2 separate regions of the Sus scrofa genome follow, and region 1 is linked to region 2. The links are chromatin contacts, called in public promoter capture Hi-C maps. All regions are on one chromosome and are shown on one strand. Each heading gives the region's core, a stretch centred on a gene start, on an enhancer-like site or on the middle of the called end of the contact. The rest is flanking DNA. Distances are from core to core; before and after follow the strand shown. Region 1 holds the start of TARS (threonine--tRNA ligase, cytoplasmic). Region 2 holds the start of DROSHA (ribonuclease 3).

Region 1 (2,700 bases), core at 155-2,654, 1.6 Mb before region 2:
ACCATGAGGTTGCAGGTTCGATCCCTGGCCTCGCTCAGTGGGTTAAGGATCCTACGTTGCCTGCAAGCTGTGGTGTAGGCTGCAGGGGTGGCTTGGATCTGGCATGGCTGTGGCTGTGGCAGGGGCCGGCAGGTACAGCTCTGATTATACCCCTAGCCTGGGAACCTCCATGTGCTGCGGGTGCAGCCCTAAAAAGACAAAAAAAAAAAAAAAAATTAAAAAAAATACTATAGGATTAGCCATATCAGGTAAAAAGAAGGGGAAAAATTAATTGCAGGTCTGTCAGTGAAAATTTAAAATGGAAAGATAATTAAATAATTCTATTTTCCTGATTAAATGTTTTTGATTTTGATCCTATGGGTATTTGCTAAAAGAACAGAAGTAATGGAAAAGGAGAGAATTAACACCAAGGCTTTTATGTCTTCAAAATACCTCTCCATTTTACAAATGAGAATAGTGGCTGAAAGAAAGTAGATAATTCCCCATGTGTGCACAGCCGTTAAGTAGAACAGCCCAGGGACATTAAAATGGTACACAGAACAGACTGAGGATGTTCCTGATACTAAAGGGAAAGTTCAGAGCTGAAATGTTGAGCTTTTGCGAATGGGCTAAGTATTGCCTCCAGCACCAAGCAGGGAAGTGTGTAACTTCTCTAGAGTTTGTCAGCTGCGGTCACCCAGCCTCCATCACTTATTATAAACCACCCAAAGCTTGAGCAAGTTGGACCAGGTCTCGGTGACTAGGCTTTCCCTTCCTTAAACTGGGGATCTTACCCCTACGCGGTTTTAGAATTAAACGAGGCCCTGCAACATTCTTCCCAACTATGGTGAGCGAAAGACAGGAGTCTAGGAGTCTGTCCGGAGCCCTAGACTCTAATTCTGTCTTCGGCTTCTAGTTAGTTGTGTGACTCAAAGCAAGACACTCAAGATCTCAGTTTCTTCATATACAAAAGAGAATGGACCCTGAAAAGACCTGCAAGGCCTCGCTCTACTGTATGAATTTGAGTTTCCTCGCCAAAGGAGGCCCTGACTTACTCAGGAGCTCCATTGCCCCTCTCGGACTCCTCCACCCCCCTACACCGCACCCCCTACACGACCGGGGCCACTTCCTCCACCCCTGGCTCCCCGGTAAAGCAACGTGGGTACCGGGAGAGCCCAGCCCAACCTCCAGGCTCTACTCTGCCCACTCACCGGCTTCTCCTCGCCTCCCATCTTTCCTGAAGGACTGTGGGCTTTCTCCTCAGACATCGGCAAATCACCCCAAAGAAAAAAAAAAAAAAATCCAAAACGATAGGCTGCACAGGAGAGTGGACGACAGATAGAATTGGGCTTGAACGCCCGGAAATCCTCTGCTTGCGCCACTCGTGCCAGCTGATGCAATAGGAAAGCGCCCAAACTCCGCCTCCTAACTTGACGGGAGAAGCGGCAGCCAATCGACAAGGGGGAATGGCGGGCCCTCCTTTCTCTAAACCAATGAAAAAGCTTGTCGGGCTATAGTCCTTCTAAGAAATCAGAGTGAGGCAGGGGCAGGAGAAGAAACTGCAGACGTTAAACCCGCAGGCCTGCTTTTCCCAGGGTACCCGGCTTTTCCCAGATCCTAGAAGTCCGCAGTGCGCCTGCGCCTTCTTCTGGGTGACTCGGTGACTCGACCTATTATTCTAGGGCCTTTTCGGCCACCGTAGCGAGAGAGAGGAGCTAAGTTTAAGTTTCCGGGAAGTCTCGGCCACCTGAATATCATCCCTGCCGCTGGGGCCGGACTCCGGAAGAGTGGCCAGCGTTCCCTGCAGCTTCGGCGTCGCCTGACCTGGCCTGACTGCTGAGTTCTGGAGACTTCTCAGGGATCCCAAGTCTGTGGCAGTGAATCGAGTGAACCCTCCTCACTGCAATTCAGGATTCCCAAGACCCAGGCCTTGGTGATCCAGGAACGAGCGCCTTTGCTCGGAAGTTCATTAGTACATGTCACCGCCTACCTATATTGCATCAGAAAGCATTGAACATGCAGTGAAACTTTCAATTAAGGAAATAACCACTCCGACTCCACGGATTCTCCCGTAGAGGTCTCAGTGTTTCGAATCTCCTGGTCTACTTTCATTTATTTTACCAGCCAATTGAAAACCGTTACTAATTTGAAATCAGAAGTGCAGTGAGTTCGTCTATAGTTTATGACCATCACCAACTTACTCCATCACCAGGTTTTATAGATTTTACTTTATAAATATCAGTCCTTGACAACTTGACACCTTCAGGGTCGTCCTTCCGTGAAGATCAATAACCAATAGCCTCCTGACCCGACTTTCTGCATTCATTTTTCACATGGCACCAGAATACAATACAAATATGATCATGACAACCTCTTGCTTAAAACTCTTCTTCAAGGGACTTTCAGTATAAAAATAGCCAAAGCTTTGAAGGCCTCTGACTGCCCAACTTTTTCACTTCACCATGCAGTGAACGAGTGATCTTACTGTTTCTCAGGTGTGCTCCCACAGGTTTTTTTTGTACCTGCAGAGTTTATTCTCCCCATCCTTATCTCTTCCTGCTCCACATGCTTTTTGCCTACTTTGCACCTATGTTAGCTCTCAAGAATTGTTGTCTTAGGGGAACCATTTCTTGACCCTTACTGAATGGAGCAAGTCTCCCTGTTAGATCTTCCTGCAGCTGTCTTTATAGCACCTATCAGTTCAGTTTTACGATTATAAAG
Region 2 (2,700 bases), core at 150-2,649:
TCTGGGCCTTTTCTATACTTTTAGGCTATGTGGTCTACAAGGCTCTGTGTTCTGTTTCAGTCTTTAGAGTTATAAGTTGAAGACTGAATTTGAAAGCACCACCAAACCCAAGCTTGCTCTTTTCTCCCAGATCCATATGCACTACATCTAGGTCCCCAGAAATCCAACTTCCTTTTTATTCTCTTATCTTTTTCCATCCACAAATCTGGAATCACCCTCTTCCTCTTTAATATCCAGAGAACTCTCAAGACATACTACTGCTATTAAAAAAAAAAAAAAAAAAAAAAAAGAAAGAAAAAAGACTTAGATCCATGGGACTCTCGAAGGCTTTCGGAAGTCTAGATTACAACAGGTATCCTAAAGCAGCAATACTACAGATACAGAAAATATCTTTAATGTTTATAAATGCGGTGTTAAAAGATTTAGGCACGCACTCTGCACACAATAATACTCCTAAAGGACTTATGAATGAGCAACACTTAGTACCCACGTCACAGATGACAGTTCACATTCTTAACAAAAAGCTTCCCCCTTACACAGCAGGGCTGTGATGGAGATGCCAGGAGACAGTAAAGAAATCTGCGTTAAAGTGCAGGTTAAGGACTCCGGGCTCTGTAGTTCGACCGCCCACGTTCGAATCCTGACACCACTAGTTTGCTAAAGTGTTGTGGGATTTCGAACAAACCGCGGGGGTTAAATGAGCTGCCGGGCACTGCATAAACGTCTGCGCCTACTCTTCCAAGCTAGCCCGTTTGGTGTTTCCCCCACAGCAATGCAATTCGAGTGAATTACTAATTCTCGTCATCTCTCTGGCCTCCGAGGCCGAGGCTCCGCCGCTCCCTAAGTCCTCGGGCGATTCTGCCCCAGCGTCCGGCAGCCACCCGCTCACCTCCTGATGATCCTCCACCACCCAAACGGGGAGCTCCGGGTAGCACCGGAGCCGGGGGCGCTCTCCCGCGGAGTCACTCATGTTTTCGCGCGGGGAAGCGTCTCAGCGAGCCTGAAGCTCAGTGCGAAGACGCCGGCCTGCCGCAGCTGTGGCCCTGCCTCCACTCCCGGGTGGAAACGCGCGCTCACCCGGTTGCGGTTCCGGGTTGGAGAACGTAAGGGGCAGGGGGAGAGCACCGGAGGGCTTGACGAAGGCGATTGGCTTAGATTTCCGTCGCTCTTATTGATGCGCCAATCACTGCGCACAAGGCGCTGCGGCGAGTCCAGGAGCTTTCCCTACTGTGGTCCAGCTTTCAGGTTTGCTTTTAATTCTCTCGGTTTCCTGTTCCGGAGGCGCAGGCGGCGCTAAGGTCTTGGCGGCTCCGCTATATAAGTCTGGCTTTGCTCTGACGGAGATCCCGAGAGCCTCTTGTAGGTAAAAGGGGCAGTTTGAGGGTGTTGGAAGAGGGAGTGTTTTGGAGTGTCCGGATTTAAACCGGGCTGGAGTCCGGGGCTGGGGCGAGAGGCTCCTGGGAGTTAGATAGGGTAGTCCCTCTTCAGAGCTACCGCTAAGAGCAAAAAGCGACCCTAGGCCCAGATCCCACAAATAAATAGGAGTGAAGAAGGAGACCTTTCATTCATTGTGGAGCGCATGCGGTGGTCCAGGCCTGGGGCCGCCCGGGTGTCGGAGGGGAGACCAGGAGCTTACCTCGTGGGGCTCACAGTCTGGCGGGAGATGTAAACAGGGGAAACATGCAATTACAGATCAGTTAGACGAAGATGACCAGCCTGCAGATTCAACTCAGGGAGAGAGGGTGTTACTAAAAACGTAGTCACACTTTGCAACCCTTTCTTACATGGACCGATGTTCCTGGATGTGTTAACTATGCAAAACAGCTCCCTAAGTTTCTCTGCTTCGAAACAGCAACTTAGGAGTAGGCAGACGCAGAAAATAATTTTCCAGTTGCAGTGAGGTCCTTGATTTGAATTAAAGTTTGCATCCACAATACAGCCTAACCATGCCTTTAATAGTTGATTTCATAATTAGGGTTTTCAGGTATTCTATCTTTAAAATCATCCATAAGGATCTGATAGTGAGTGTTCAACAGCAGTCTGAACACACTGTTCAAGAGTGTTGTTGATCCTGTTTGTTGCCCACCTCTAGATTCAGTACACTTTTTTGTTCCCTAGACCCTGTGCATATCTCTTTTCTTGGGTTTATCCTAATACATATATTTAATGTATCTGTATGCGGATTCTGAGCTTAATAAGTAATCCAGGTTATGTATCTTACTCATCTTTGAGTGCTCAGGGCTTGTGACATGTGTAGGCTCACTAAGTGTTGCATGAATCAGTGAAAAGACGTGCTTTTGTCTGGTTTTGGTAATGCACATCTGTTGCAGATATATGCAGTGTGGAAATGTACAGTAGCAACCTAGAAACATACCATTAGTGAGACAGTAAACATTTATTGATCACCTACTATGTGCAGGATACTCTGCCAGGGCCTGTGAAGGATTCAGAAATGACTATGAATCAATAATCCAATCCATCAAGGAGCTAATAATCTAGTGGAGGAGTTAGACATGTGCACACATGGCTATAATATGAGGAAGTCTCTGGTAAGTGCTATAAAGAAGTAAGTACAGACTGAGAGTAACAGGAGTCTAGAAGGAATGGGATTACTTCCTAAAGGGAACTAAGAAAGGCATTACAGAAGAAAAGAGGTGGCATCTGACCTAGGTAGAGGGCTAGAAATTCAATGGGCAAATC

Evidence for each region. Promoter capture Hi-C pulls out the DNA fragments that hold promoters and counts their contacts.
Region 1: a contact with region 2 is called in a promoter capture Hi-C map of liver, with 5 times the contacts expected there. The contact joins the promoter of TARS here to the promoter of DROSHA in region 2. A contact is called at or near these places in 1 of 5 promoter capture datasets (liver) and 1 of 2 datasets of contacts at active chromatin or transcription factors (alveolar macrophages).

What each region holds. Positions count from the first base shown.
Region 1 is chr16:19,453,998-19,456,697 of Sscrofa11.1, reverse strand. TARS (threonine--tRNA ligase, cytoplasmic) reads right to left here and starts at 1,404. Exons shown (of 20, transcript XM_021076644.1): 1 at 1,191-1,404. The coding sequence starts at 1,247.
Region 2 is chr16:17,846,653-17,849,352 of Sscrofa11.1, reverse strand. DROSHA (ribonuclease 3) reads left to right here and starts at 1,399. Exons shown (of 35, transcript XM_021077126.1): 1 at 1,399-2,549. C16H5orf22 (UPF0489 protein C5orf22 homolog) reads right to left here and starts at 1,081. Exons shown (of 10, transcript XM_003359737.4): 1 at 890-1,081. The coding sequence starts at 970.